Linked DNA regions of Mus musculus: all the other regions are linked to region 1. The links are chromatin contacts, called in public HiChIP or PLAC-seq and promoter capture Hi-C maps. All regions are on one chromosome and are shown on one strand. Each heading gives the region's core, a stretch centred on a gene start, on an enhancer-like site or on the middle of the called end of the contact. The rest is flanking DNA. Distances are from core to core; before and after follow the strand shown. Region 1 holds the start of Dock10 (dedicator of cytokinesis 10). Region 2 holds the start of Rhbdd1 (rhomboid domain containing 1). Region 3 holds the start of Mff (mitochondrial fission factor). Region 4 holds the start of Col4a3 (collagen, type IV, alpha 3).

What was found. Promoter capture Hi-C pulls out the DNA fragments that hold promoters and counts their contacts. HiChIP or PLAC-seq counts read pairs in DNA pulled down with a chosen protein or histone mark.
Region 2: a contact with region 1 is called in a promoter capture Hi-C map of pre-B cells. The contact joins the promoter of Rhbdd1 here to the promoter of Dock10 in region 1. A contact is called at or near these places in 6 of 39 promoter capture datasets (the C10 cell line, the HPC-7 cell line, cranial neural crest and 3 more), 2 of 115 datasets of contacts at active chromatin or transcription factors (large pre-B cells and stem cell-derived neural progenitor cells) and 1 of 9 other capture datasets (embryonic stem cells).
Region 3: a contact with region 1 is called in an H3K27ac HiChIP or PLAC-seq map of thymic regulatory T cells, with 9 times the contacts expected there. The contact joins the promoter of Mff here to the promoter of Dock10 in region 1. A contact is called at or near these places in 5 of 39 promoter capture datasets (the 3T3-L1 cell line, 3T3-L1-derived adipocytes, hippocampal neurons and 1 more) and 2 of 115 datasets of contacts at active chromatin or transcription factors (the 230-238 cell line and thymic regulatory T cells).
Region 4: a promoter capture Hi-C map of hippocampal neurons shows a contact between it and region 1, with 5 times the contacts expected there. The contact joins the promoter of Col4a3 here to the promoter of Dock10 in region 1. A contact is called at or near these places in 6 of 39 promoter capture datasets (the 3T3-L1 cell line, cranial neural crest, embryonic stem cells and 2 more).

What each region holds. Positions count from the first base shown.
Region 1 is chr1:80,754,902-80,760,724 of GRCm38.p6, reverse strand. It overlaps Dock10 (dedicator of cytokinesis 10), which reads left to right and starts at 2,172. Exons shown (of 56, transcript NM_175291.4): 1 at 2,172-2,399. The coding sequence starts at 2,277.
Region 2 is chr1:82,313,624-82,319,072 of GRCm38.p6, reverse strand. It overlaps Rhbdd1 (rhomboid domain containing 1), which reads right to left and starts at 2,494. Exons shown (of 7, transcript NM_029777.3): 1 at 2,425-2,494.
Region 3 is chr1:82,722,235-82,727,824 of GRCm38.p6, reverse strand. Mff (mitochondrial fission factor) reads right to left here and starts at 2,935. Exons shown (of 9, transcript NM_029409.3): 1 at 2,741-2,935; 2 at 489-597. It overlaps C430014B12Rik (a long non-coding RNA gene), which reads left to right and starts at 1,904. Exons shown (of 4, transcript XR_865578.3): 1 at 1,904-3,038.
Region 4 is chr1:82,585,241-82,590,562 of GRCm38.p6, reverse strand. It overlaps Col4a3 (collagen, type IV, alpha 3), which reads right to left and starts at 3,642. Exons shown (of 52, transcript NM_007734.2): 1 at 3,132-3,642. The coding sequence starts at 3,218. It overlaps Col4a4 (collagen, type IV, alpha 4), which reads left to right and starts at 3,714. Exons shown (of 48, transcript NM_007735.2): 1 at 3,714-3,944.

The DNA of each region.
Region 1 (5,823 bases), core at 923-3,422:
TGTATATGTATATGTTTATATGCCACTCAGTAGCAACTCACAGTGTACCCACTGTGAAAGGGCTCTGACTCTGACAAGCAGTACAGAGCTCACTGAAGTTTCTGCTTCCAAAAGGCTCCGTTTCAAACAGAGTCACTAACTTGTAAAACATGACTGGAAATTTGCTAGGAAGAGGAGACAGACGGTGGTAAGCAGGATCCTGACTTCTACTCCCAGGTATCTGCAATTCCATGGGTGACTGTGACCTAGAAGTGTAAGCCAAGTAAGTCCTTTCCCCTTCAGGTTGATTTTGGCCAGAGTGTTTCAACACAGCAAAATAAGTTCAAACCTCAACTGTTGCTGTACCCAAGATGCACTCTAATACAAGTTCTACGTCCTCCTTCTCAGTTGATTCACAACATTATTGGGACATGGATAGAGGAAACACACACACACTCGTTCACAAATCCTTCCATACCAGCGGATGGTAGTGACCTCCCAGAGCTGGAGAGGGTAAAACTGGTGTCAAGAATAAAACTAAAAGTGATTTCCTGATACATGATGCAGTTGAAGACATGGTTGCATGTGCTATTCAGTGTATTGCTCTGCTCATGTTCAACTTGACACAACCGAGAGTCTCCTGGGAAGGAGGAATGACCCTCGGTTGGAGAACCGCCACTATCAAGTTGGCCTGTGGCCATATCTGTGAGAGATTGTCTTGATTGATGATTGATATAGGAAGGCTCAGCCCACTGTGGGCATCACTACCCCTGAGCATCAGGACCTTGACTGAGTAAGATAAGATGAACGGAACTGAAAGCACCCAGATCTAAGCACAATGCATCCTCTCTTCCTCAAGTTGATTTTAGCCAGAGTATTTCAACACAGCAAAATAAATTCAAACCTGAACTGTTGTACCCAAGACACACTATGACTCATGTTCTGTTACTACAGTCTTTGCTTCTAGACCATTTTTCTTTTCTTGCCATCCTCCTGCCTCAGCACTCAAGTCTTTGACTGCCTCAGACTTCCTGAGCCTTTGAGAGTCGTGCATAATCATGAGTTATTCAGTTATACTATACACCAGACAGTATTCTAAAACAGGGGGGGAAATGGTTACAGTTTGTCAAAAAGTTAAGACAGAGTCACACTGTGTGTAACCCAGATTTTCCTCAAAGAGAGCCTGTTAGCCTACTATGTGAGAAACACCAGGCACACCACAAGCTAAAAAAAATGTTTTTAACTTTAGAAAATCCAGAGGCCACAGATCCACAAAAAGGCCCTTAAGAAATCCAGAATGTCCACACAGCTCTCCCAGGAGCCTTGGTCTTTCACCCACCCACACTGGGCAGAGAACCACCCTGCATGTGACTCCAGATAAGAATTTTAGAATACTTTAATCAGATAGCTCGAGGCAAGGGTGGGGGGGGATTTGATAAGAAAGCAGAAAAATAGACTAAGAACCACCCACCCTGTCCTACTCACCCTACCCTGTAACCCAACAGCAGTTCTTATTCATCCTAATTTCCACCCTGAAATCCCTTACATTACCCAGATAGACACTAGATTTTAATTCAAATTAGTATGCAAAGTTAAGGAGGCATTTGGTAAACCATCCTATATGGTCTTATTTACAAGAGCAGTGTAGCTGGTATAGAGTAGGGACGCAGTTGAGGAAAAATTGGCGGAAGGTGTGAATTCACACCGACTATCCCAAGACCAAGTAAGGAATCTGGGTCCCCTAGAGACTTCAAAGTAAGGGGCCCAGCCACCAGAGGGATCCTTACTTAATAAAACCTCTGACCCACCTCCAAGGGTGCACAGGATACCTAAGATCAACCCTTCTCCACTTCCTAACCTCAGAATGTAGGTCTGATCCTCAAAAAAACGCCAAATCCCCAACCCTCTATGAGCATCGGATTGAGAATAGGGCGGTAAGCAGGTCCCAGCAGAGGCAGCCCGGCATCAGTACCGAGTCGCGGGTGGGCGGCGCGGGTGGAGCCACCCCCACGCGCGTCCCGCTGCAGATGCGCCCTAGCCAGGCAGAGTTGGCCGCGCCGCCCGAGAGGCGCAGAGTTTGCAAAGTCGCCGCGGAGCTTGAGCGGGAGCGAAGGGGGTGGGCAGAGTGGGGGTGCGCGCGAGAAAAACCCGCCTCTTGTGAGTTGAGCGGGGAAGAGGGGGGGAAAGGCTCTGAGTTCCGCTTCCTGAACGGCGGGTGGGTAGAACAGGCTGGCGCGGCCAGGGGACCGGCGGGACACACTCGCTCCGGGGCCGAGGCGCGAGCGGCACGGCCCGCGATGGCCGGGGAGCGGACCCGCAGGTTCACCCGGAGCCTGCTGAGACCGGGACAGGCGGCCGAGCTCCGGCACAGCGCCGCGTCTGCCGCCGCGGTGGCCGTCAGCAGCCGTCAGCAGCAGCGGGTGAGTGCCCTGCGTCCCTCGCGCCACGGCGGGGCTTGCCCAGGGACCCCAGACAGGCCTTGTCGCCAGCCCTGTGAGCCCCTGCACGGGAGCTAGCTTGTCCTCCACCCCGAATTCGCTCCCCCACAGAGCGACCCCGGAGTCACCTCCTCCAAGCAGTGTCACCAAAGAATTAAGGACCAGAGGCGCATTGGGGGACTTTAGGAACGCGGGACGCTTAGATGAGCAGCTGCGTGGGAGAGCGTGTGCCTACGTTTTAAGGGGGGTGGAGGAGGCGGGAATGCATCCAGTCTGGCTCAAGGTGACAGGGTGACAGGGACCTGGGGCGGCGGGTGGGGGCGGGATAAAGGGGTGGGGGGAGCTAAATGGATGGAACCTGTAGATCCACAAGTCTGCGCGCCCCTCTCCTCCCCGTGGAACCTAGAAAAGATGTAGTGAGCTAGCTCTTCAGCCAGACCAAAGCTGAAACCCCCACCTTCTATCTAGTGAGGAAAATCTGCAATTTGCACAGATCTCCCTCCCCCCACAGGCTGGAACCCAACCAGCCACTTTATACTGTTGCAGAAAGAGCTGGGGGAAACTGGGATGAAGGGGACGTGGGTTATTAAGTAGCCAGTGGCTTCTGGTGTGTTTTGAAGCGATTTCACGGGAATCTCCTTCCAGAAGGTTTCCCCTGGTTACTTCCTTGTCGAAATGCCTTCTAAGTATTGGGTGATTTCCGCGGGAAGTCCCTGAGGCAAAAGCCAGCATCAGGTGCCCAAATCATACCCGTGCATCACGAGATATTCATAAATTCCAGTAGGTGTCACACTAAGGGATGAAAGCAGCAAGCAGGGAGCGCACATCAACTGTGGTAGAAATGGGTAGCCCGTAGGGAGTAGCCTTCCAGCAAGAGTGGGGCTCAGCCACGGAGCTCTTGGCCTGACTTTGTTGGACCAGAATCCTCGTTGTGGGTTTCATTTTCCTTTTTTTTGCCAGTAAATACCATTAGGAATTAAACAACCCTATTTAAGAGTGTCAAAGTGTTGCCTTTGCCAGTCACCGAAGAGGAGGGAGCCAGATCTGGTCAGAGCCAGTTCCCACAGCCAGAAGCCTCTCTTAAAGCCAGAGGTCGGGAAGCTGAACAGAGCGGAAGCAAATTGCCTGGCAGAGGGACCAGAGCAGCAAATGCACAGAGGGTGGGGGGTGGGGGTGGGGGATGGGGAAGCCTGGAGTGTGAAAAGAACTGGTAGCCAGGCTGCCCTTTCCTTCCCTTTCCCTCACCACTGGCTGCAATATGCAGCTGCCAGAGACAATTCAACTGTTACCTAATCCCTTGACAGTGCCAGCCTGTGGTTTTGATATCTGTATGCATATTTTTAAGGAAGAACAGACAAACTGTCAAAAACGGGCCATTCTGAAAAGCGGGTGGAGCTATTACAGAATCAGACACACATAAGACAGTAATTTTACCTTGTAAAGCAGTGGTTCTCAACCTCTGAGTCTTGACCCTTTGGGGTTCAAAGGACCCCCCTTCCACAGGGGTTGCCTGAGACCTTTGGGAAACACAGTTACCTGACAATTCATAAAAGTAGCAAAATTCCAGATATGAAGTAGTAACAAAAGTAACTTTCTGGTTGGGGGTGGAGGAGTCACCACAACTTGAGGAACTGTATCAAAGGGTCTCAAGATGAGGAAGGTTGAGAACACTGTCTTAGGGGATTCCTTAGGTTTGTGCTTTTGTTATTCTGTCATTTGCTTTATGTTAAAATTGCTTTGCCATTAATTCATTTTAGGGACTCTTTGTAAAAACATAACAAGGTTTAGCATCCACCTCGAAGCAATAGCATGGCTTCTTTTATTTGTGTCTTGTTTTGCAGTGGATTCTCATAACGTTTCTGCAGCAATGGAATTTTTATAAATATTATGTATCCCTTCTAAACACACACACACACACACACACACACACACACACACACACCCCTCCAAGACGACCTTACATTTGAAACCCTAGTGAGGTCTTGTCACAGTGAATGAGCACAGTGTTCTTAAGGGTAGCAGTAAGGGGCACTTCACTGGCACAGGTGCCCAGCCTTCCTCACTTCAGCACCTTGGCCAACACTCCAGAACCAGCTCTTGCCAAGATATTTCAAGGGATAGTACACATCTAGGCAGGCAGGGCTGGCAGTGATTTTGGCAGGAAGACATGAGCTCTGCTCTCTCCCCTACCCCTACCGTTTCTCCTGAAAGGAAGCAGGAAAGGTTGGTTTGGTTTTTTTTTTTTTTTTTTTTTTCACTCATTACCACACTCAGTGGGACCAAGAGGGCCACTGTACCTAAAGCCTCAACATTAGCCTACATGGTACATGTTCATCAGAGGTTTGCATTGATCCAGCTTCTTCAAGCTCTATAGGTCTGCTGCTCTGTGTTCTCAAAGACTGTTTGTCAAAGGGAAGTGGGATGACGAAGATATGACGGGGAGACAAAAGGATAATGAGAACATATTGTGGTTTGTCTATTTTAATACAAGGTAGTAGATGAGTGTCTGTGTGCTGCAGCGAACGGTCCTCTCTTATACCGAGGGGCTCAAGGAACTTCTAGTGAAAAAAAAAATCTATTTCACTTCTAAGTTTATAGTCTTTTTCTGAAAGCCTTTCAGAATGCTACAGAGGTTGTTATAAATCTTGGCCTGTGTTCTCACTAATAAAGATGGATGAGGGGGTCAAATTAACTACACCTGAGATTGAGATGAAGTCTTTGAAATATATTTGGGGTGTGGAGACCAGAGATCAAGGGAAACTGACTGAAGAACATGACCAAGGCTAGCTTTGACGGCAGCTGCCACAGGAAGTAGAATGTCACAGCAAAGGTGATGTCAGTGTTAACCAAACCACTCTACTATGTGTGCATGCAGACTCCTGGCTTGGACCTATCACATTTTGCCTCTCTCTAAGAACTATTATGTACAATGGATATTTTGAACAGACACGGTCCCTTTAGTTACTGTAGAAAATTAATGACTAATAACTTATTTTATGGCCAAATCATAATACTAAGTCAATTTCCTGAAATTGCTTTGTCTGCTATCATATGAATAAGCTTTTCTAGTGTAGAATTTGAGTTCTAGTGGGATTGTAGATATACCTCCCATGTTAGGACTTGAGTGTTTTATCACCATAGTTCAACACACATGCACATACCAGGTTAGTTTTAGAGGGTTACTGCCACTAGTTTGAAATAAGAACGTTTCTTCAAAAATAATGAGCTGTGTCTATCCTTTGCATGAATTATCTTACATACATTACTTTTTACTATTCACTAACATATAAGCTTAAGACATGTATACGTTTCTGCATGTATGTATGATTACATTGCAAACAAATACCTTTAACAAGAATACTTAAGTTTTATGCAAGTACCACATCAGATCTGTAATGTGCTTATG
Region 2 (5,449 bases), core at 1,245-3,744, 1.6 Mb before region 1:
CCTGTCTCGAAAAAGAACCAAAAAAAGAAAAAAAACAAAACAAAAAACAACAACAACAAAAGATGGAAATTAACAGGGCAGTCAGAATTAAATGTTAAACATTATATCTTCCCCTTTCAAAAAGAGACATTACCTAACATATAATGTAGTAGTAACAGTTAACACAGCATCTCATTTAACTTAGGTAGCTTCTACTTTACAGGAGAAATTAAAACTGGAAGGAAGCTAATCTGTCTATGGGGCATAATCAATACACAGAGGGAGGAATTCAAGCAGGGCTTGCCTGACCCAGAACCACAGCTATCTATCTATCTTACACAGAAAATAATAAAACATTAGGAGTCTCTGAAAAACAATCGCTTCATGATGGGACAGTATCACTTTGGTGGTAAGGTTAACTATTATGGATAGAAACAGGTATCACAAGTGATATATTTACATGACAATTTATTGCCCATAATATTCTGGAGTCTCAGCATGGCCTTGGCACCAGTGCTCTTTAGTCAAAGCTATGTGTTACACAGGCCACCACTAGTCACTGACCCTTTTTAACACTGTAATGAGCCTAGACTCAAGAACAGTAGCTTCAGACCCCAAATGATTATTTCTTCCTCTAGGTGAACCGTTGGAGAAAGGAATAGTTCTTAGAAAATGTTCCATGTAGTAATTTGGAGAAATAAAATAAAAATCATCCCGTTGGGAGCCTGTCCACTTAACTGTGACCGTCCCCAATGGACATGAGCCCTTCTTTGCTAAGATGGAGCCATACCATATATAGGGACAAAAGCTAAGGACAGAAACAGCTTTTGGTGGCGGGGTGCTAGCCACCACTGTATGCTTCTTTGTAACTCTGGTCTGGCCTTTACCAAACTACAGGACAAACTTAGGTATAACTAAGTTGAAGAAACAAGAAGGGCAAAGACCTTTAAACCACCTTGGCACAATTTCTAATAGTTCATTTTCTAAAATACCACAATGTAAATAAAATTAGTGGCATAACGGACTGCTGTAACTTTCTCGCTTGATGTGGCTGTTTGCATAGGGTCTCATGATGTAGCTCTGACTGGACTCCAAACTTAGGATATCTCTTGCCTCAGCCTCCTGAGCATTGCTGTTACAGGTGTGAGACATCCATAACTATCCTGTATCTAAATTTTTACTATTCATAAGTAGTTGGGATAAAAGTCTTTGCAGCAGTCATAAAATCATGCACTCCAACTGCTCTCTAACCCTACACCTCGTCCTTCCTCCACGACCTGTGCGCTTTCTTCATGCAGGTCTAGTAACTTCTCTTGGAGTGTTTTGTATGGGTTATTGCTACCCACTTGTTTTCACATGTCAACACTTAGTACTATGAAGTCACAGTTAAATGATTCGGTCAAGATTCCAGATCTAGAAAATACCTCACCTTACTCTAACCTCATTATGTATAAAATTCCATAACGAGTGAGTACTTTTTACGCTGTTATTCGTCGAACTCAGTACCCGGAAGTGCTAGAATGGACCGAAAGGCTTGCTCAAAGGGGTATGACACTAAAATCTGTACTGCCAACAATTCCCTCAGAAGATGCTGTTGATGGAGAGCAAACCCAGGACCAAGGCAGGAGCACTTGCTCTCCTGGAATGTACCAGAACACTAGAAGATCCGAAGCAGAATCAGTAATAGAAGCAGGAAGAAGGTAAATGAGGTTAGGACGTTGGGATGAAAAGTAGAGGGGGAAAAAAAAAAAAAAACAAAAAACCTGGCACCATGCCCCCCCCCCCAAAGAAAACCTGGTGTCATGAAGCTACTGAAAGGGACTTTTATAAATGAGTCTGACAACTGAATCTTAACCGTGCAATAATTAGATATTACAGTTGTTATTGTTGTTGTTGTTGTTTTAAATAATGCCTGTTTTGGAAAAACGGAAAGGCATGTGTGAAAAGAGAAGAGGTGAAGTCCCTCGGGTGTATGTCTGTCCTCTATTCTGTGGTACAGACAGCCTTACAGAGGTTAGGATGGGTCTGTGTGTTTGAGACAGAAGTGGCCGCCCCCCCAACCACCTGCCACTGCAAGCTCTGTGCAAGCTGATGCAACTTCGCCTCAAACTTCCTGAAGTCGGAGGAACCTCGCAAAAGCCTATCCGGGCAGCCTAGATCTCCATGAGCCAGGGAAGCGGTACCGGTGCGACTGCCCCTGCGACCCCATCCCGGCCGGCCGGAGGGGAGAAGAAGACCCGGACCCGGCGGGCCGGCTCCTCCGCCCGGTCCCTAAGCAGCACTTCCGCCCAGCGGACCCTGGCTGGCCCCATAGCAGCGCTTCCGCCCGGCCCGCAGCGGCCCGGATCTCAGCCCCGGCCCCGCCATCCGTGGTCCCGGGAAGCCGCAACACACGCCGCACAAAAGCGATGCCATACACTCAGCTGAAGAGACGCGGAAACTCACTCTCTCTAAGACCCGCTTGCGTCCTCACGTACTCCCGCGCTCGTGCGTCACTACGTCTGGACGCCGAATCCGGAGACTCAACTTCCGGCACGGACGCCGATTCCGCAGGCTCCACTTCCGGCGGCCTAGGGAAAGGAGCGGCAGTCTGCGCATGCTCCGTGCTTCGTACTGCCTTTTCGGCTTCCTCTAGCTAATGCGTAGCGCTCATCCTATTCAACCCTTAGCAACAAGGGTGTCGGTGTGCTTTTACAGCCATAACTAACTAATAATCACTTACCACGCGCACAGCGCATGAGTCGCCTATGGCCAGCTCCCTCAAGGCCAAAGTTTCTTCCCGGTGCAGTGTAGTCTACCAAGTGGACGGTGGAGACAGTAGCTGTTCCCAATGGGCCTCAGGAGAGCTGCTTATCCCAGAAAGTAGGCCGGCGAAACAGGGCCACGGTGTACATTTCATTCCCCAAGCACAAACACGAGGCCACACTGCTTAGCCTGTTTACTGCTTTAAGGGCTCGTGAGAAAAGGTTTTTGTGACTTAGGTCGTTTGATGCAATTTTCTCCTTCTAACGTGGAACCAGTTTCATGGGCAGCTTCTTCTAAAGGCAATGCTGCATTTGTGTCCTACAAGAAAACGATGTTTGGTGTAATTATTTTTCTAGTAATTAGAGGAGAGCTCCACCTTTTCAAGGCATGAATTGGGTGCAGGTATATTTACCAAAAGGCTTAGTAGCCACGTCTAGTTAGCATATTAAAAACTTCCCAGTCCCCCAAAAGTTAATCTTCTATTGTATAACAGAAGAAATTCTCCTAAAAAATTTTCCCTTGTAGTTGGAATTTGAATGAAAATTTCCCACACTATTAGGAGATATAGATGAGAATTTCAAGTGACAAAATTCTTAGCAAATTCAAGAATGAATTCTTATAATTTAACCCCTTTCAGGTATAAAAAAAAGTGGGGGGGTATGTAAGTCCAAGACTGACATTGCGAAACTGCATTCCTGGAAATGGAACCCAAGTGAGTAGGGGGAACTAAATTGCATGTAGAAATATATCTCCTTAGGAAGAAAACATGAATGCAATTTCTCAAAAGGAGAGGTCTCTATTTGTTCTTCCCACCAATTCTATGCATCCATTCCATTAATATACTCTTGCTTTATATTCTCTGTCAGTCTACCCCTTTCTATACTTACACTGTTTTTGTTATTATCTTGTTTTTAAGTGCAGAAGTGACTTTAAAAGAGCCGCAAATCAAGTCTCAAATCAGTAATCTCAAAAAAAATGCAATTGTAAATAGACAGGGCTTAGGAATGTTCTTGGGGAGCAGGCTGTGATGGTGAACACTAATGACCCCACAGTTTGAAGGTAGAGACAGGAAGATTGGGAGTTCAAGGACAGCCTCAGCTATATAACTTCAAGACCAGCTTAGTCTATATGACATCCTGAATCATAAAAAGTAAAGAAAAAAAACATTTTAATCCTATTTTAAATATGAGTAAAATGTTTCATTGGCATATAAGAGGACAGAGAAAAACCATTTTTTTAATGACCTCACCAGACATAGGGGCAAACACCTGTAATCTCTCCACTTGGAAAATAGATGCAAGAATATCAGGAGTTCCCATTATCTGGGTAATAATTTCCTAGCCTAAACTTTAATAGAGGGACAGTCAGAATTCTTACATGTAAACAAAGCTTAAAATTACTAAAGACTCAAAGCCAGACTAAGTCCTCTAACGTTTTTGTAGAAAAGCAAGTCATTGTTACATTACCTTGTAAAAATTATAATTTTTAAGTTCTCAAAAGTATTTTACTTGTCAGCTAAGATATTATTATGCATATTCCATTTAGTATATGAAATATATTTATGGTGTGCAGTTTTAAATTGTATCTAACCCTTGAGGGACAAGCAACAATTCTTAGCCATTTGACTCAAATTAATGTTCATAAAATATGGTGCCTGTGTTGAAACTGGGGGTTTGGTTACCTCCTTTGAACATTTCATAACTGGGTGGAAACTAGCAGAAAGGCAGATAGACATTCCCACCTTCCAGAATCCACCCTGAAGGAGAAAAGATGCCAGACAACAACACAGTGTACCAAAAAACTGGATTATCCTGTAAAGGAGGAGTTTGTTGTTATCTCTCACAGCTTCTAATGAATCAAATATATTACACTCAAACTGTTTCAAAAGATGGGTTACGTTGATTAGAGATTGTCTATCATCCTTCTTATGGAACAGCTTTCAAATTAGATGATTCGGCTATGAGAACTATAACAGGGCAAAATTGGGCCAAGTGTCGTGATAAGATTATCAACACTTAATAGTAGACTACACACACACACACACACACACACACACACACCCGCACTAACCCTAAGAGACTTATAATGGCCATAGAAAATAGATGTTACAAAACTAAAAGGTTCGTAGTGAGGAAAAAAAGATTTCACTGTGATAAGATAGCCAAAACATTAAGAAGAGACAAGAACTGTAAATGTCTACATATCCAACAATATAACTCTAAGGTCATGAAGATAAAATTGGTAGCATTGGGAATTTAGGGTGTATCCAAATGTTAGAGTGCCTGCCTAGCAGGAACAAGGTTCCAGAGCTGCGCAGCGGGGTATGTCAGAGGAAATGAATTAAGAAGCACACAGCAAAAGTCTGATATTTAAATACTCTTAACAATGGGTAGGAAATTAGACTGAAAACCATTAAGTATATAGAAACTTCAAAAAAAAAATACTACCAAAATAGTAAGTGCAGACCACTCTACTTAATAACAGCAGAATTTATAGCTAATTTAAGATATCTGTTCTCCAGGATAGCCCCATATGGTGCATCATAAAACAAACGTGAATAAATTTAAAATTAACGGCATCATTCAGGGTATCCTCGATGGTGACAATAAAATTAAATTAGGAATCAACAAAAGAAATACATTTGGGAATTAAAAAATTTAGCCACTGAGTAATGCCTAAAAAGGCAAAGAGAATTAGAGAGCAGTTTTAACTGGACAAGAAGGAA
Region 3 (5,590 bases), core at 1,686-4,185, 2.0 Mb before region 1:
GGGAGAAGGATGGCTACCAGGAGACACCTTTAGCCATATTCCAATAGGTTATAAAAATACAAGGGTAAAAGGAAACCTGTTTGAGGCTGCCTAAAAATTTGATGTGTAAGTGATGGTTTCCTGAAAAGGAGGACAAATTACACCAAATTCCCAGAGAAGCATATTCTAAGTCAAGAGCAATACAGCACCACACACAGTACAAATGCCACTGTGCTGAGACAGAGGTATTCTGTAAACTTAAGGTTAAAGCAATATAGATGTCTTCATCATCGATTTAAAAAACAAACAAACAAATAAAACCAGAAACATACTCTATACCTTATGAGTATACTCCTTGGGGACTGCTTAGTGCGCTAAGCATAGTTGGACTATGACTCTCAACTAGTTTATTTCATTCTTTTTGCCCAAATGTCTGCTTTTTGAGGAACTGACACATACAGATGGCTTAAAGACTAAGAAAACAGAGACAAAGAGAAAATTTTACTTACAAATGTGAAACAACAGGCTTGCTATTTGGCACTATCTGCTTCTGTGCTTCATATTAACTCCTTAAATTGCTCCGATGCACATGTGCTAGGGTGAGAGCCACTTTTATCCCTGCGGGAGGAGAACAGCGACTGAGAAACTAGATGATACCGTTGTTAGGGACTTAGCTAGAAAATCTTTAAATAAAAGCCACAAAGATTTACAACTTTACACTAATAAACAAAGAATTTCAAAAGTACCAAATTTTGATGTCTTAGAACAGACAGTCACCATGTAAGGCAGCAGCTCTCAACCCGAGGGTCTCGACCCCTATGGTTGTTGAGTGACTACCACAGTGGTTGGACACTTTTGTGATATTTATAATACAATTCATGACAATAGCAAAATTGCAGTTATGAACTAACAACAGTAATAATTTTATAGTTGGTTACCACAAAATGAGGACTGTATTAAGACAATACTACTGCCTCAGTTTTTAGATTGTATGTTTCAATAAAACAGAGGAGGACCTAATTATTTTTTCTTTCTCATTAAAACTATGGTACTTTGGGTATTCTTTGGTAACAAATAAACTTAATTTGGGGCTAAGGTTTTACTCCCACGTCTTTGGTCATTACATGCTTGTTGTATACCTTGAGATAAATCTCCTTCAGACTCCTATCTGATACCACAGCTCCACTTTCTAGGCCACACCCAAACATCCGCAATGTTTTCCAATTTCATCGGGGTCCCGTACATTACACTCAATTTCTTCTTTAGGTTGGCTTTCATTTTTAAAAACACAAATCTATTTTTAAGGGACTATTTACCCTTAATTAATATTCACTACCTTTGAACCATAAACTTGCTGTACGCATATAAACATATGTAACAAAACCAAAACTATTTAAAAAAATTAAGTCGCAGTGAATCAAAGGTCTAATCTAAGAACTGCTGAAGCTCTGAGTCAAAACCTTGAAGATACACAGGCACAGGCAAGGACTTTCTGCAAAGGGCTCCGAGAGGCTGAGGAAACACCAGCAAGAACTGGCATCATGTAACATACAAACTTTCTGTAGAAATTAAGAGTAGAGAGATTCTACGGGATCTTTGTTGGGTAGTCATATGGCAGGGGGCTCACATCTAGAATTATATAAACAACCCAAAAACCTACTAAAGGGACCCCCCCCCCCCGTATCTATTAACAACAAAAATGTCACAACAGCAAGGAGAGAGTAACAGAAGAAACTTTGTAAATCTAAAATGAGGCAGCCCTATCAGACAGGAAGAGAGCTAACACAGTTCCTTCCAGTAGTTCAGTAAAAAAACATGTACTCAGAGACACCACTGAGGAGCTATCTCAATTCACAGGTCCTCGAAACCAAAAATTAGACAACCCGTTATCCACATATAAACACACATACACACCCCTCCTCAAGCAATCTAGTTGCGCTCAGAATACTAAATAGGGCTCAATGGTCCTACTTTCCCTAAAGGTTTTTCTTTGGGGAATCTCATTAGTAGCCAAAGCGACTGAGGGAGAAAGGAATGTTTCTCACCTGGGAAAAAGGGCATCCCCATTCACTGGCTCCCCGTGGGAGGCCTGCTTAGCATTATTGGGCACAAGTTTTAGTCTTCTGGAATTAGAGAGCACCACCAATTCAGAGACAGCGTTGCTCTTCCCAGAAAATGCGTCCTGCTCCTGAGCTAGTGGGACTGGGACGCTGGTTTGTTTGTTTGTTTCTTGTTTTTGTTTGCTTGTTTGTTTTGCAATGACAAGTTTTTAGCAAATGGAGGTCAGGGGCTATGGGGGACCTGGACCCCAGCTTAGCGTGGGGTGCGGGGGTATAGCCCGCAACGCCTCCAGCGAGCAAGGATGCTATGGCCAGCCCGGGGTCTCCCAAAGGCCTTTAGTTATACGGATTTTACACAAAACAAAGAGTTACTTTTAAACGCGACAGACTCAAGGTCAAACTGCGAGGTGCTTGGGCCCGTGGAAGAGATGCCCGAAAAAGCCCAGATCCAAACTCACAGGCTTCCTTCCGTTTCCTAACCCCAAACTAATAGGTGTTTTTCGTTTTGTCAGTAAAATTCGATTTTTGTTTCACAGAACAAGATGCGGAGGTAGAAACGGTGAAGAAGCCGGTCCCAAATATTTACAGGGCAGGGACCTGATGACGGGCCAAGGCCGGGGCCGCTCCGCCCAGTCTGGAGAGGGGTGTCACTGCCGCGGCGCTAGGCCCGGAGTCCTGCTTGGGGAGACTAGAGCACTCACCCTGGGCCTGCTGGAGAGTCCCCGGAGAGAGGGTCGCCGCCCGCCGGCTCCGGGGCACTCGGGTGAGCGCTCGCAGAGGCCGTTGACCGAGCGCACCGAGGCGCCCGGGCAAAGAAGCGGCGGAGCGGCCGCGACGGGCCGGGACAGACGCGAGAACGGCCAGGACTGACCCCTTCCAGGAGCCGTAGCGGAAGTAGGTTTCTGGTCATGTGACGAGAGAAGGGCGGATGTTGCATGCAGGCTCCTGAGACGTCGACGCGGAGCCATTTTTGTCGTGGGCAAAGTACTTCCGTCTCAGGTGATTCCTGTTGAGGGGGTTTCTAGACTTTGCGATCTTTAAGAACCTTGCGTTTGCAGGTAAACTGGTAACCTGTTTTAAAGGAACGCCTGAATAAAAATTCTTATGGTGGCCCGCGAATTTGCATATATAACTAAATATTGGAAGTAATTCTTCAGCAGTCTAATTGTGATTTCCCTAAAACTTACAAATTAAGAATCCGAGAAAAGGGGAAGCTGAATTGGGTTTCAAGATAGTAGGGGTCAGAAATCTCTTTCAAATCTAAACACCCAACTTGTGGCTCCCCTCTGGAAGGCAAGAACCATACTTGCTCATAGAAGGATAGACGGGAAGCCAAATCAGGAAATACGACGTGTGCCTCTATTTTCATAACCTAGCAACTTCACCCACTGTTTCTCATCCTTGGTGACAACCAACCAGGGTTAAAGAATTTTTTTTTTTACAATCTGTTCCATATTATAGTTGAGCCTGGTGCCACACTCTTGAAATCCCAGTATTAGGGACTTAGGAGCTAGAAGCTATAGGATCAAGAGTTCCAGACCAGCCTCAGCTAAGTATTGAGTGGAAGGCCTGTGTCATTATCTATATCAAACATACACACTCTTTTTTTTTTAAACAGTAAACACCTTGATACTTTAAAAAAAAAGATTAATTTATTATTATATGTAAGTACACTGTAGCTTTCTTTGGACACACCAGATGAGGGCGTCAGATCTCATTACGGATGGTTGTGAGCCACCACGTGATTGCTGGGATTTGAACTCAGGACCTTTGGAAGAACTCTTAACCACTGAGCCATCTCTCCAGGCCCATACATGCTCTTTTTCTTGTGGTTATTTCCTACTAATAGAGTCTAACATGTTTATATTGGTTTAAATATATGTAATCTAGAAACAGTTTTAAGTGTTTGTGAGGATGTGCATAGGTTATCTGCAACCATCAATTTTATATAAGAGACATAAGCTTGTGGATATGAGCTGTGATTCTAGAACAAATTTCTCACTCCCTTGTGCAAAGGAAGAGTATTTACTCAAGTGATATAGTCTTGAATCTAAAAATACTTCCAAAGTCAATCTTTGGCTCATTCTTATAACTACAGTTCTAAGGAACCAGAAGTAAGAGGGTGGGAGGATTGCCAGCACTACACAATGAACCCTGACTCAAAACAACAACAAAAACCCAAACAAAGAAAATCTCAGATGATCCCCCAGAAGTGTTATTTTCCTTCAAAATAATGTGTCAAACTTTCTGAATTTCATTCTTGTGTGTCCTTCCTAATATTGGTTTAAGATAAGCAAAATTTCCCTTTACCTTCTGAAGGTCTCAGTGAGACCCCAATTAAATTGGCATAAAACAGCAGGTGAACAGAATGGAAGCATACACTTTTAATTAGTAATTTTTGCTTGTATGTTGGAATATTGAAAAATGAAGACACAAAGAAGTTCTTAGGATCTATAATCTGTATCAGAAGCTGACCATTGTAGTAAATTGTAAAAATGTGAGAAGACACTTTTTAAGTGTCTTTGTCTCAAAATAATCTTTATTTCAAAGGGGCCTACTGTGGGTGGTGTGTCCTGCTAATTTATAGTGACAAGTAATCCTCCTTTACGGACAGATTAAATAACATTATCCTGTCATTCCAAGTCAAGGCCTTTGGGGGTAAGTATGGATAAGCTAGGTAAGCCATACATTATCAAGACTTTTAAATGTGTTCTCTCCCTCTCACTCATCCCTCTTTCTCACCCCTCTTCCTCTCCCTCTCCTTTTTTCCCCTTCTCTCTCCTTTCTCTCTCTTATCCCTCCCTTTCCCCATGGCAACTTCCTTGTCCTCAGTCCTTGGCACCAGTGAACTCACCCATTTGCCGGACAGCATCTTCCCAATAAACCTGTCTTTAATCTAATCTAATCTGGTTTAAATGGGTTGATTTCAGCAGCAGCAGAGAAATAACCTATCAAGGGTCTTATTGCTCCCTTACACTTCTTAAATGTTGCAGACTTCTTTTTCTTTTGTCCCTAGCCCTTTCTTTTCAAAGTTTTGAAATGACTTTTAAATAAAGATCCATAATTCAGTTATCAAACCCAGGTCTTCTTCTGTAACCCTGATTTATCATTTATCTTTGGGCATCATGTGAGTCTATTAAACAAGACAGTGTTTCATAGAATGTCAGAGCACCTAATAGTGTGTGATACAGTCTTAAATGAAAAGTTATGTGGCATGAATGGTGCTTCTTCCATGCACATGGAAGTCTATTCCTTCTTGTGTCCTGTATTATAGATTCATGATGGGTCTTCCTTTTCTTCTCTCACTCATGTGTACATTTCTGTTTGTGACTTAATGCCATTGGCTTTTTCTATAACCTCATAATATATAAAACCAAATAATCTCATCCACTTAGTTTAGCTTCATCCTGATGCATGACTTCTAGCCATTGCTACTTAGGTTTCCCATTAGGGATTAAACCCTGATAGGTTTTACCTTATTTCCCCTTTTCAACTCAGACATTCTTCAGTTACTGTTTCTCGTTTATGGCAAGGTTACTTTTTTAGGCATC
Region 4 (5,322 bases), core at 2,393-4,892, 1.8 Mb before region 1:
TTTGATATGGGTGAACTGAGCAGAAGGCAGCAGTAAGCCCGTAGGTACAGTGAACAGCTAGGCAGCCCTTGGCTTCTCAGCCAAGCAGCAAAGTCCTTCTCCCTGGGTACTCGGGGACAAACTGTGTGGGCAGGCAGTTTCTACCTTGGCCAAGGAGGGCATGCAGGGTCAGCACTGCTGCTAGTTTCCTGTTTGGGGAAATGCTAAAGTACAGCTGGAGACATCCAGCTAACATAGCACAGAGATTAGACACATGATAGCCCAAACGCTGGATGTATCTCTCACTTGCAGGTTGTTTGATCCACAAGTGATTTGCTTGTTTGTTTATTTTTTCCTGCTTGTTATTTTGCTTCGAGTAAAATTGAACTCAGTTGCTTGTTAATATTAGTACAAGACATTTATGACTAAGAACTAGATTTCTAATGTCTGTCCTAGAAGGATGCTGGTACATTGGGCCACATTGTCAACAGCTGGTTGGGCCTGAAGATTGTCCCCTCCCCTACTACTTCACTCATTATTTGCTGCCTACTGGAGAGGTGTCAACTCTCCCAGGTCAGAGATACAAAGATTGAGATTCAGAGTACTGCCTACTTTGCTCAAGGTCACAGCTGGTTTGTAGGTTCAGCCGTGTTGGTACATGTCACGCAGGTACCAGTTAACTTGAGATATCTTTTCTCTGTAATATGGATCATTTTGTAATCTTTGAGGACACTGGTTCTGTTTCCTCAGAAGGTGCAGTGAGAATGATAATTCTGAATGTTTTTAACAAAGGCTCACTTGAAGCTTCAATAGGGACAGAGCAGATGGAGTCACTTTGGTAGTCATTAACTTAAGTTGTAATGTTTGACCTCTCCAAACTCAAAACAGAAATAATTTTACACGCAAGCTTGCATGATTGCAACATGATCGCATATGATATTAGCTGGAAGTTCTCTGGTCACAGGGTACCACATTTTAAAAATGAGATTTATATATTGTTATTTTATGTGTGAGTCTTCTCTCTGCATGTAGGCATGTGAGCATGTCTGTGTTGGTGTTTATGGAGGCCAGAAGAAGACACTGGATCCCCTGGGTCCTGAGTTACAGATGATTGTAAATGGGTTCTGGGACTCGAACCCAGATCCTGTGAAAGATTCACAACTGTTCTTAATTGCTGAACCATCTCCAGCTCCAGCTCACCCCTTGATTCTTCTGAGAGTCCCAGGTCCCTTCATAACCTCATTGCTTTTCTTCTAAGTCTGGAAAGATGATGATGATGATGATGATTACTGTTCTGGAACGTTCTTAGGCCTTTGTATAACATGACTTACTGGTTTCTGATAAAGCTGTTAGAGAATCCACATCAGTTTGCATGAGTTGTAGCCATCCTGTCCAGCAGTATTTAGTCACCTAGGTCAGTCAGTCCTTTTCATTCAGTCATTCACTCACTCACTCTTCATGTATTGTGTGAATATAGGCAGGCAAAAGACGCAACTTTCAGGAGCTGGTTCTCTTAATCAATTTAGGAATTGAGTTCATATTGTTAGTTTTCATACACTGAGCCATCTCACTAACCCTGAAAACTATTGTCTTTTGAGAGCCACTTTATATAGGTTGCAAAATGTTTTGGAGTATAAAGGCGAAGACACTAAGACACCAGCACATGACTGAAACGGTGGGTGACCAGATCAATTAACTTTAGCTCTCATTGAAAGCTGTGCAGGAAAGTGAAGAGATGAAAGAGGGAGATCTTAACCACAGATGCAGACAGGCCTGGAAGTTGCCAAAGGAGACATTTAATCTGAATATAGTTCTGCTAAAAATACAACTCTATATTGCTGTGGGTCCGTAGTTGTGGATCTAAGTGCATAGAAATGGAAAGAAACACCACAAAAAGCTGGGCCTGGGTGATTTGTGGGAAATGGGAAATCTAGAGGGATGGGATGCAGAGGAGTGTTAGCCTAGCTGTGATCCTGTAATGCTTCCCTTAAGAGGGAAGTGCAATGGAAACAAGCAGAGTAAATGCAGCCATAGGTCCTTAAAGTGTTCCCCGGTGACACATAAGGGAACACTAATCTCCAGTCACAGCCTCGGTCCTGTAAGACGGAGACACCTGCTCATCATCATTGGAGATGAAGCTCACCATACCCAAGACCACACCCAAGTCAACAAACAGCATCAAGCATCTGAAAAGTTAAATTTCTGATTCACAAACTGAAACCTAGCCAGCTCCTTCTAGGCTCCTCGTAGTTTCAAGGAGATTTTTATCTTTAGTGGCAAAAAACCAAGCATTATGGAGTAGATTCAAGTGAGCACAGGGTGACCCAAATTCCAAATAAAAACCAAAATCATCACAAAATTGCTTAATTCATCCTAATGTAAGTTCTGTGTCTTGATTTTTTTTTTTAACCGTGATGGCTTTTGTGTCCAGAGAGTCCAAAGAAACACTGAGCCCCAGTGAAGTCAGAGTTAAGGTGAGGTCTGGAAGGAGCAGAGCTGAGACTCCAAGGAGGAATTTCCTCCCAGGCTGGTGCACTTCATTCATTCACCATCCTGACATTACACCTTCAGAACCTTGGTCATTATTTTCATCTATCTATCTATCTATCTATCTATCTATCTATCTATCTATCTATCTATCTATCTATCTCTACCTACCTACCTCTCTATCCATCCATCCATCCATCCATCCATCCATCTACTACCAAACTCATCTATCTGATCATCCATCTATTATCTATATACCTCTTACCTCTGCCTTTTTGCTTATCATCATCATATACCTTATATCACTTACATTATATTTATTATCATCAGTTATCTTAGGTCCATCCATATCATCATCTGCCTGTCTGTAACCTAATTATTGCTATCCATTTTCTGTTCTCTGTAAGCTTTTGTTCCTCTATCTGGGACTCCTGGGGTCTTGGACCACTAACTGGCTCTCCACTTCTTCCAGCGCAGCACATTCCACCTGTTCCTCAGAGTTGTGTGCTGCTAGCCCATCCTGGGACTCAGGAGGAGCCCGCAGCTGAGCAACCCTCCAGATAGTGACTCAAAGACAGAACCCTAGTGAGTGGCACTGGCTTGTCTCACAGGAGACAGGCATAGCTCTGCTGCGGTGGGATCTGCACAACCTTTCAGGCACTCACCTTGCTAGCCACAGGAGAGGCAGCCAGGAGTAGCAGCAGGGTAAGCAGCAGGAACACCAGGAACCTTGGAGCAGTCTTGGAGTGCATGACGGTCCCGAGTCCCGGTGTTTTCTGTGTTCTGTGACCTACCGGACCCACGGGTTCTCAGGCGTCCATGTCCCCGGCGGGACACAGATTGGAGAGGCCCCGCAGTGACGCTCGCCTTGCTGGCCCACTGGGGCGAGTTTTGTAAGGGCTCGACCCACTGAGGTCTGTTTGTCCTCACCCAAGCTTTTGATTGTGACTCTAAGGGAGGGGAGAAGTGGCTGAGGTTCCGCCCTCGTCCCCTCTCCCTCCCAGTTCGCCAGGCACTGTCCCTTCAACCGGGCATCTTGCCCAGGAAGTGAGAAAAGGTTGGGCGCCCGCAGAGCAGGCAGGTGGGCGCAGCTCCAGGGGTCAGAGTGAAAGATGTGATGTCCCTGAGATCCTGGGACTTCGGTGCCTAGCGGGTGCAGGTCAACGTGAGGAATTTAGGGGTGTGCGGTAGGGAGGTGGCTGCACAGGGTGGGGGGAGTGGCCAGCAGCCCTGCCCAGATTAAGCGGGAGGCGCGCGGGAGTCTGCAACTCCGGAGGCCAAGTTTGCTGGCAGCTCTAGGGACTGCCCATCGGCTGCCGGCCTTCAACTCGCAGCCAGCACGCAGACCTGAGGCTGGACAGGCTGGGGAGAGGAACACGGTCACGGTCACGGGTGGATTCCCTCCAGCCATAACCTCGAGGAGCCTGTCTGGTCTGCCTGCTACCCTGCTGTTCCTTCTTTGCCCGGTTGCTCCCCAGGTAAGCCGCCCTCAGACAGGCACCGCCCCAGCGTCAGGGCACCTGCCTGGGACCAAAAGCATTTTAGCATCTAAGGGGTGGTGGCTGGGGAAGTTGTGGCCTTGGGGTCAGCAGAGGAGAGCTTACTTGGCTCCCGGGCTTCTCTGCCAGGGCTTGAACTGGGCACTATGTGTTTTGATTAATTTGGAAGCTCAAGTTACTGTCCTGGCAGTCTGGGCATTCCAAAATGCCAAGAGCAAGAGGCAGATGAGGGGAAAGAGAAAGCTCATCCTATTCTCTGAGTTGAACTGCTTTTCAGGCTAAACCTTATCTGCGGAAACGGAGGAGAAAATGAGAGCCAACTCTGGTCCAGGGTGTCCCTGCCTGGGAGGGCCTTGGATGCAAATGTCACTTCTGGCTTGGTAGGGTACATTGTTGCAGGGCTCTTACACTATCTCGTGCGGCAGACCACACTGAATGGAGTGTATCATTTCAAATGCACAGGCTACAGTAAAATCACAGTTTTGCTTAGATACTATCATCGCAGTGCTAAAGAAGAGAGGTAGTAACAGGCACGGAGGGTTATAATTACATGGCTTTGCTAGCTCTTTAAGGCACCCATAAAACAACCATAATATCATCACAGTGGTAACTGCGAACAAGGTCTTATGATAACCATCCGAATGTCATGAACGTATTAGTGGGTGGAAATTCAGCCACCAGCACTTCGGTGGCCTGTTAGCTGACGCTCATCACTGAAGAAAGGGCCCAGCTTCCATGAAGAAGCATCGAACATTTACTTGTCTCCGTTTTCTTGTACAAGTTCACTGGCCATCCTAGTTCCCTCTCCTTGCCCCACCACCCTCAGATTGTAGAGTGAAAGGGGCATCTTCCATGACATACAACCATGGCTATTCATTAGAGTCTCCAGAGGAATATCTAAAAGTTCCAGAGCCCAATGAATTCCAAACCACTTGTATCAGACATCTAGAGGACAAACTTAATGGTGCATGGTAGAACCTCTTGCAAGTTCTTTGTGCAAACGTGCTTTGTGGTCACTACTTTATTTTATTTTATTTCTTCTCATACATTACACTCCCACCACAGTCATTTTGGTTAGCTGTACTGAGTTAGGGTCTCTTTAGTAAAATAACAAGAGGACATTAATTAAAATCTTTATTAAGATTTAGGGACATTGTAGAGTTTGTGCCCAGATCATAAATGTAATCAGTCACATAGTGGCTTTAGGAAAGTTCTTGGGGGAATTTCTGTCATCCTCGTGGTGTAGGATGCCACTACTCTGATGTCCAAGAGACCTGAGAGGCATATGATTGCCTTTTATAAATTGATACTGCTTCTTAAAAAGAAAAATCAAGATCTTAGACTTGATATCAGATGT